Linked DNA regions of Sus scrofa: regions 2 and 3 are each linked to region 1. A link is a contact called in public Hi-C and HiChIP or PLAC-seq data. All regions are on one chromosome and are shown on one strand. Each heading gives the region's core, a stretch centred on a gene start, on an enhancer-like site or on the middle of the called end of the contact. The rest is flanking DNA. Distances are from core to core; before and after follow the strand shown.

The links. Hi-C and Micro-C count contacts between places; a contact is called where the count stands out from the background. HiChIP or PLAC-seq counts read pairs in DNA pulled down with a chosen protein or histone mark.
Region 2: a contact with region 1 is called in a Hi-C map of skeletal muscle, with 3 times the contacts expected there. The contact joins two enhancer-like sites. A contact is called at or near these places in 2 of 47 Hi-C or Micro-C datasets (embryonic fibroblasts and skeletal muscle).
Region 3: a contact with region 1 is called in an H3K27ac HiChIP or PLAC-seq map of skeletal muscle, with 6 times the contacts expected there. The contact joins two enhancer-like sites. A contact is called at or near these places in 2 of 5 promoter capture datasets (fetal liver and liver), 35 of 47 Hi-C or Micro-C datasets (adipocytes, adipose tissue, alveolar macrophages and 18 more) and 2 of 2 datasets of contacts at active chromatin or transcription factors (alveolar macrophages and skeletal muscle).

What each region holds. Positions count from the first base shown.
Region 1 is chr7:13,959,990-13,963,039 of Sscrofa11.1, reverse strand. All of the region lies in intron 1 of RNF144B (E3 ubiquitin-protein ligase RNF144B), which reads right to left. Among named protein-coding and RNA genes, the nearest start is that of RNF144B, 15 kb to the right of the region's middle. Within about 2 kb of position 1,384, at least 4 of the 83 cell types and tissues checked have an H3K27ac peak or open chromatin away from gene starts, as enhancers often do. A contact at or near this core is called in skeletal muscle, where this site is marked.
Region 2 is chr7:14,103,455-14,106,405 of Sscrofa11.1, reverse strand. The region is part of intron 4 of RNF144B (E3 ubiquitin-protein ligase RNF144B); the gene reads right to left. Among named protein-coding and RNA genes, the nearest start is that of RNF144B, 160 kb to the right of the region's middle. Within about 2 kb of position 1,580, at least 4 of the 83 cell types and tissues checked have an H3K27ac peak or open chromatin away from gene starts, as enhancers often do. A contact at or near this core is called in skeletal muscle, where this site is marked.
Region 3 is chr7:14,168,686-14,171,723 of Sscrofa11.1, reverse strand. No RefSeq gene overlaps it. Among named protein-coding and RNA genes, the nearest start is that of RNF144B, 220 kb to the right of the region's middle. Within about 2 kb of position 1,568, at least 5 of the 83 cell types and tissues checked have an H3K27ac peak or open chromatin away from gene starts, as enhancers often do. A contact at or near this core is called in skeletal muscle, where this site is marked.

The sequences.
Region 1 (3,050 bases), core at 135-2,634:
CAACTGCATGAAACTGCCACACACACACATACACGTGAAAAATGAACAAGCCAGAACATGGTCTACATAAAAGCAAACAACTGAACTAGCTTTCTTAGGTCACTTAGTCCCTTGACAAATCCATGAGGATAGCAATGACATTAATATAACTTAGATGCACCCCTCCTGGCCAGGGGCGATGGCTTTATGGTTCTGTAGCCCACTTACTTTAGGCTCTGAGAGAAGTCATTCAAAAGCCGGAACAAGAAAGCAGTGACAGCCTTCTACCATTAAGGCACATGGCAACTGATCTAGAGGCTTTGTCACTTGTTCCCTTCATCCAAACTGACTGCAAACAAAGCGTTCTGAAGATTTGATAGCTGAACTCTAAGTGCAGCCCCTCTTGCACTTTCATCAAAAAGGAAGCCTGCCAATACTTTCCCAAGGTCTTAGAACTCAGGAAGAGTAAAGTAAATTTAGATAAAGTTGACAAATCTCATGAAAAAGTTCAAGATCTGGGTATCTACATCTCTTAAAAAAAAAAAAAAAAAAAAGAAGAAGGAAAGAAAAAAAGAAGAGATTTAAAAAGCAAGTTAAAAAAAAAAAACAAGACACTCATTTCCACTACATCCATGGGAAACTTTTTCTGAATGCCAAAGAAGACAAAAGCTCTTAAATACATGGGAAATACACTTCCATACCAGAAAAACCTGGAAAATGTATACTTGGATATATCCAAGTGATACTTACAAAAGAACTCAGAATATTGTGTTCTGGGACAGTTAAAATTTTGGATGATTTAAGCACCATTTATCCCTTGAATTGTTGTACTAAGATATACTTAGACCTGGTTCTTATAGTTTAAAAATGTGTTTAAGATCCCTAACCCAAAATAGCTAGCAGCATGTTACTCTGATTTCCTGGAATTACAGATCAACAGTGCTAGAAAGATATTCAAGATGATTTGTTTCAACACCTATTTATAGATGGACAAACTAAGTCCCTAACAGGATGAAAGTCAGGCAGTGCCAGTACGAAAACTAGGACCCAGAGTCCTTGATTCTTGGTTTCATTAACTGAAGCTTAGCTGAGATTTAAAATAATACAGTTCAAAAAATTGAGATGGGTTGTAGCAGTCACTCCAGATACAGTTTGCTACCATAGGTGATAAAAAAAAAATAGCCAAAGAGGAGAATCAAAATAATGATACAGAAATACCCCATCAGAGGCATGTTCTTCCTTAAAAGAAACATCCCTTAGCAAGTTTATAATCTGAGGTTAAAATAAACCCTAAATCTTAATGACTTAAAACTAAAAGGGTTTTCTCACTCATGCTACATGTCCATTCTTGCTCAGCAGGGGGCACTGCACATCATTATCATTCAGAGACAGGCCTGGGGAGCAATTAGCAGAGAGAGATTCCCAGGTCTCCAGCCATGGGTTAAACACTGCCGCTCAGAAATGACACACAATTCTGCTAGCAAATTATTGGTCGAACTGGTCACATGACCCCATCCAACCACATGGGAGTCAGAAAATGGAATACTGAAGGCAGAAAGCCAGAAACTTTACAGTGGTACTAACATACAGCGTATTTTTCAAACATGAATAACTGCATATTGCCCTTCTCTGATTGGATACACAAGTTTATTAAGTACCTAGTTATTTTTTTCCATCCTGAGCAGGAAAAAGCTAAACAGAATGTCACCAAGAATCAAGAACCTTCAGCAACAGCCTTTGTTCAATCACCAGATAATTAATGACACTGGCAAGCCACTTTAGTTTCCTCTTTTGCAAAAAACAAATGACAAAGGATGATTTCCATGGTTGCAGCTAGCTTTCTAAGGTCCACAGTCCTAACTTAGTTTATAAATATATACCAGAGGATTTCTCACTGGTTGTATTGGCCATGCTAAAATCAAGACGGATTCTCTTGAAAATGTAATATTCAAATACAGAAGCTTTAATTTTATGCAAAAATAGTGATGACCTGGTTGTTGAATTGGAGGGTTTGGTATTTTGCTTTTGTTTTGTTTTGCTTTTTCCAAATAGTCACAAAAGTATAAAATCTTTTATTTTATTTATTTGGTCTTTTTAGGGCATGTGGAGATTCCCAGGCTAGGGGTCGAATCAGAGCTGTAGCTGCTGGCCTACACCACAGCCACAGCCACGCCAGATCCTTAAGCCACTGAGCGAGGCCAGGGATCAAACCTGCATCCTCATGGATGCTAGTCAGATTCGTTTCCCCTGAGCTGCGACGGGAACTCCAGAAAAACTCACTTTGTTCAAAGAGTTATGGCATGTTGCTTGCATAGGGCTTGCTCCAAAGAACCCTCTACCACCCCTAGGACTGGTTTTCCTGACCGAAGCAGAAGTCTTCTGTTCATTCGGGACCTGACTACACTTTACTATGCCTAGATATACAATCTTTTTGTTATTTCTCCCTGCTTATATTTGTCCCTTTTCTTATAGCACTGAAAGAATCCTAAATGCTCCAAGGCAATAGGTGGCATTACACTTTTTTTCCTTCAGGGATCAGTTCATGACATTTTACCTGAATGAAGGTCATTCTCTTCAACTAGTTCAGGAGATACAGACACTCATTATTTACTCCTGATCATTAAGAACAATCTCAACAAGAAAAAAAAAAATTTACATTTTATGGGAAGAACAGTTAGAAGCTCCTCTTTGAGAAAGAAAAGTGTGGAAACACACATAGGACTCTCTTTAAAAAGCAAATCTGTTGAGAACTATGTCTAGATACTCATGTTGCAACAGAACAAAGGGTGGGGGAAAAAATGTAATTGTAATGTATATGTGTAAGGATAACCTGAACCCCTTGCTGTACAGTGGGAAAATAAAAAAAAAAAAAAGCAAATCTGTTTTAATAAAAGGTAGATCATAAAGCAAGTCACTTGAACCCAAAATACTTTATCCTGATCCTCTAGTATTAAATATCTTGATCAACGCTTTGACAGAAGGGGAACTGGGGGCCTAATGAAGGAAAAAAGAGCCCCAGTTAGCTATTGATCAACTAAGATGGATGGTCTCAACTAAGCTTAAACTATGCA
Region 2 (2,951 bases), core at 331-2,830, 140 kb before region 1:
TGTTAAAATCAGGAGCAAAGTAAGTGAACAAGGAGTGAAGGATAGAGGGTTGAATTTCTCTTACTGGATGGAGATGCAGATAGGACTGCAAGAATTTATCCCTTATATACTCAAATAGCCTAAGTTGTCTGTAGAAATTCATGAAGGACAATCTTTGGGAAGAAAAGGTACCCTGGTGTCCCTGGACCTGGAGACACAAAGAATACTTCCTTCATTTGTTTTTCTTTCTGTTTTTATTTTTTATTCATGACAGAGACCCCTCAGCTCAAATGTACATGATCTACTCTTCCCATTGAGTAGCTATTAATTTGGTTAGAATTGAGAGAGAGAAGCCTTTGGAACTGTTACACTGGTAAGAACCAGATGACACTGAGTAAACATCACTTCTGTTTTTGAAGGTTTTCTTTTCTTTTTTTTTTTTATAGCTGAGGATTTTAAAAAATCACATTGAGGTCTATAATTTAGAACCATAAATAAGCAGCCAATGTACATATGGTTTTGATCTGAAAGATGTCCAGCTTTTATCCAAGTAATGCAAACGGAAAGATCTACACATATAATAAGGCAGTCCAATTTTACAAGGAGCTAAGTGAGCAGAGGGAAGAGTCACAGGAGATAATGTGGGAACAGTCAGGAAGGGCCAGATAGCAGATTATGATGATAAGCCGTAAACGTGATGAGATGCCACTGGAGGAGAAGGCATTTTAATCAGGGGAGTGCCATGATCTGATTTCCACTTACTAAAGATTATTCTGGCAACTATAAGAAGAAAGGCTGGTAGTAGAACAAAGGAGCAGCAGAGAGCTCTGTTAGGAGGCCACTGCAGCGGTCTAATCCAAGATGATACATGTTAGAAGCAGAAGTTCTGATAATTTAGAGCATATTTTGAAGGTGAAAACTGTCCAGATTTCCTGGCAGAGAGGCAGTTGGATGCAGTCATGCCAGGTGACAACTACGGACCTAGAAAGGTACCTGGAAAGTAGTATTCGTTGACTAAAGGAGGGAAGCAACATCAAAGAAATATAAGAAACAGGATCTGTATTCCCTATGGCAATAAAAGATAATGATAGCATCTCTGGTAAGGTTCTATATTGTTCAGCTCTGCCTTCAGATATTTCCAGGGAACAGAAACAACTATCCAGAGATATCTCTGTAGGGGCATCTTGGGGTCTCTTGGAGAAGAGTTTCCCCCAATGGAACAGAGATCAAGACCTACGAGTCTGACCAGGTTACACTGATAAGGTATCTGAGTACAGTACAGCATCTGTCCTTCCAACTGTCCTTCAGCCCAGCTCCCAGAAGAGCAGCTCCAAGTAAAAGTCCACTGCATCTAAAAGACTTGTTTGCTTTCTTAAAAAATTATTACAATTCCAATATGCCATGAAGAGCACAGTTTTGCTTTCTATACCTGAAGTAACACAGGGTCCCCCAAGTGGGGCCTAAAGCCAGCGTGGTAGAAAAGGGGAAAATGCTGAGGAGGCATCAGACCTTGGCAGCCCTGGCAGCTCACAGGACCTGCCAGAATCCAAGCCAAAAAGGAACAGATTAATGGACAGCAGGTGGGAGCCAAATGGCAATCTCATCAGCAAGTGCTGTCTTCTCCTCACTCTCTCATCTACCCCAACTATCTGAGAGGAGTCTGAAGGGAAGGAGAGCCCCCAGGCTTAGTGGGGGACTTTCTAAAATGCTTTTTATTACTATTATTGAGAATTCAATTCTACCTCCTGGCTTGTGGCCTGGGAAACAGAGTGATTATGTAGATAAACCAAATGCACGCTTATCCAAACATTTAAGGTTTAGTTTCTTCCTCCTTCCAATTTCTATTTCAAAGATGAAGAAAACAATGAACTGATGCCCATTCAACTAATTTCTCCTGTATCGGCAGTGGTGCAAGTCTGCTGTAGCTTTGAGATGGGGAAAAACTCAGAAGTCTAGCAAAAGAGAATAGTGCCCCCAGCACTTTTAACATGAACGGAATTTAAAAGTGATTGTTTGTAACATACTTAAATCAGAGACAGACAGGTCACAGACCTGAACTGGAATTTACTTATGAAAATTAGAGTTGATTACTGAAGTAAAGCCCCATGACTCTCTGATCTTCAGACTCTGCTTGTTCATGTAAATTATGCAAGGCAGGAAATGCTATTTAAAGCTATTCTGTGCTCTGACAATTATTAGGAAATAGAAACACTCCAAGAAAATAAAACTGCCATGAAACATAAAGACCACATCTGACCCCAATAACTTCTTTCAGTTTTCAAAAAACTAACTGGAGACCCTTGGTTTTCCCACCTGGAACTATCAGCATTCGATACGGCAGAGCTTGCTTTTTATTCTATTATACATTTTCTCAACTACTATGAGAAGTTTTTCTGCCATTTTCTACCATTGTGAGGCTGTTCCAAAAAAGACATCGTGTACATTTTTTATGATTGTGGGAAATACCATGCACTCAAGCTAATTTGATTATCAGCTGAAATAAATCAAACTGTTTTAACTTTTATGACCTGCTGCATTTTTAATTATGCCAAAATTAATTTGCTTTCTGCTATCTCAAAGAACAAAGGTCTTCTGCAGATGGTTAAAATGCAATTAAACTGAACTGATTGGAATTAACATCTGCTAGCGTAAACATACCCGAACAGAAGTGGCCATCAGCAGAGGGGCTGCTCTCAAGACAGTTGAAGAGAACCACAAAATTTCAAGCTTGGAAACAACTTTTGAGGTTATCTGGTCTAAAACTGTTGTACTGAGCCCAAAAGAAGTAGAGAGTTGGCATAACTCATGGTTAGGTAGTATATGAAGGATCGGGCCTTTTTTACTCTAGAATATCATTATTTATGTAAAAACATAATCAGGTAATTAAACATATTTTAAGCGCCCCTATCACCACGGGAATCTTTTCTCTTTCAAGCAGAAACTTTGAATGCTCCATCTCAGCAAGTCATAAT
Region 3 (3,038 bases), core at 319-2,818, 210 kb before region 1:
CTGTAATGCAATCTGTAATGAAAAACTGTCTATATAATCAACCACTGTTGCCAAAAAAGTTTGAGCAGTCCAGCACCCTGAAAGAAGGGACAAAGAGGCTGTCTCTGTAACTGTACATTCGCCAATGCTGTGTCCCTCTCCAATCGGGATGTATACTCCCTGGCCAGCAGCTACAGCTCTGATTAAACCCCTAGGCTGGGAACCTCCAAGTGCTGTGGGAGCAGCCCTAGAAAAGGCAAAAAAGGAAGATGTGGTATATATACACAATGGAATACTACTCAGCCATGAAAAAGAATGACATAATGCCATTTGCAGCAACCTGGATGGAACTAGAGAATCTCATCCTGAGTGAAATGAGCCAGAAAGACAACGACAAATACCATATGATATCACTTATACCTGGAATCTAATATCCAGCACAAATGAACATCTCCACAGAAAAGAAAATCATAGACTTGGAAAACAGACTTGTGGCTGCCTGATGGGAGAGGGAGGAGTGGGAGGGATCGGGAGCTTGGGCTTATCAGACACAACTTAGAATAGATTTACAAGGAGATCCTGCTGAGTAGCATTGAGAACTATGTCTAGATACTCATGTTGCAACAGAACAAAGGGTGGGGGAAAAAATGTATACATGTAAGGATAACTTGATCCCCTTGCTGTACAGTGGGAAAATAAAATAAATCTTAAAAAAAAGAAAAAGAAAAGGCAAAAAAGCAAACACACACATACACACACACAAAAGAAAAAAGAAATCTCTTGAGTTTGAGTTGGATTTTTTCACTGGAAATACTTGCCCAGATCAGCATAGCTGAGCCAGCTAGAACTCAACTCTGAATTCTGTGGAAGGGATCCCAATATAAAAGAACAAAGCAATAAAAAGCAATCAACAACCACGGCCTAGGAGAGCCCTGTCAAAAGGAATGATAATCACTGATATGGATGTGATATGAATGTCACTTCACCTCTGGTCTTCCTCCCAGGCTAATCATAAGAAAAACATGAGGCACATTTCAACAGAGAGGAATTACACAAAGTATCCAATCAGTACTCTTCAAAACTGCCAGGATCATCAAAAACAAGTCTGAGAAACTGTCACAGGTAGAGGAGCCTAAGAAGACACAATAACTGAATGTAATGTAAATGTGGTAGCCTAGATGAGATCAGAAACAGAAAGGACATTATGCAGAAATTAATAAAATGTGGATAAAATACGGAGTTTAGCTAACTTTTTTAAAAAGAGGGTAAAATAACCACTGCATTCACTAGTTAGTCTTTGTTCTGACAGTTGAGACACCTGGGAAGATGATGGCCACTGGAGTTGCTTCCACTTTCCTGGATGATACCTTTTCATCACAAGGCCTCTTCCACTCATTCAGCACATGAGGCTCTGTGCAAGGTACTGGGCTCAGAGATGTGCAAGCTATGGCTTCACACTCAAGGAACCTCCAATCTAGGGAGCACCAGACAGAAAGGGTAGGTCTTTTGGCTCCAACAGTGGCTCTTAGACCCACTGCCTCCCCAGCAGAGCTATACTTAGAGCTTGGCTTGGAGCGATCAGTCCTTGGATTGCAGGTGGTTGGGTCATTTCAGGAGAGAGGAGGAAGAAGAAAAAGGAGTTGGCCCAGTTGGCTAACTCTGAGAAGTGACAAGAGGCTCTTAAACCCATACAAATATGCAATTCCTTTTCTTAAATTTCTGAGGCAGATATGCTTAAAAATTGAGAATCTTTCAGAATTTAGAAAGCAAATATGGTGAATTACAAAGACCTCCAGTAAGATCTGGAGCCATAATCAAATGTATTAGTATCACAAAGTAAAAGCAAATATTACTCAAAGTGGGATAAACATAATGATAATAAATAACCTCATATGAATTCCAGACAGGTTTTGCCACCAATGAATTTTGATGCCAAACAGAGTAATATTCTCAGTTTTCAGAGCTTTGTGATGTTAGAGTTTTGGATAAGGCATTACAGACCTGATTAACCTCATCTCATCCACACATTACTTGCAAGCTCCTAAACTTGAGCATGAATCACAATCACCTGGAGGACTTATTCAAACATGAGTCCTACATGCAGAGTTTCTGACTCTGTAGGGCTGGAGCAGAGCTGAGAAGTGCTTTCTGACAAGCTCCCAAGTGCATCACCTGAGTGGAGCTGCCCCTGGGTCACACTCAGGATCCACGCTTTACTGGATAGAGACTTCTCACTCCACACTGAAGTGAAAAAAATCAATAAACACTCAAACCCATTTTTTATTTTCATAAAGTTTATCTCTCAAATGACCCCAGTGTGTATTTGACGATTCATAGCTGCCTGCCTGTTTGACACACAGAGGGACAGAAAGGCAGCTGGATACTTGTGAAAAGCTTGGTTGCCATGGGACTTTGATGGAATGTTACCCTGAAAAGCCCAAGCTAGGCTCTTCACTGGTACAGGAATCAAAACGGCAATTCTAAAGGGGATTGGGGAGAGGGAATAGACTTGATTTTAAAGAAAATTCCTTAATTGAAATTCCTTTCCTAAACCACTGTATCATGTTACTATAGGAAAAAAGAAAAAAGAAAACAACTTTGCAAACGATTTTCAAAAGTCCATTAAACATGAAAAATACTATTTTCCTTTTAACATACATAACACTTGGCCAACATGGAAACTAGCTGACATAGATCCACTTCCTTTGGGAATCAGGGAAGTTGTGCAAACTCTTGTGAGTTGATGCTCTTAATTTCTCTACTCACAAGCCAGTTGCTAACTTCAATACATCTCTTTATTGTCCCCCTACATTGTTTTCCAACTCTACCCCTCCATCTTTATTTTCTAGATCTTACGAAACCCAGAAAAATCTCTCCTCCTCTACTCTATTTCAGTTCTGAGGGGGTGGGGGGGAATGGTCAAATTTGTAAGTAAAAGCTAGTATAAGTCAACACAAACACAAAATGGCTACCCACTTTCAGATTCTAATCCTGATTCCAGTTTTAAGGATGGGGCCTATAAATGGATTTTTAACATTCTCTCTGTTTTATGCCTTACA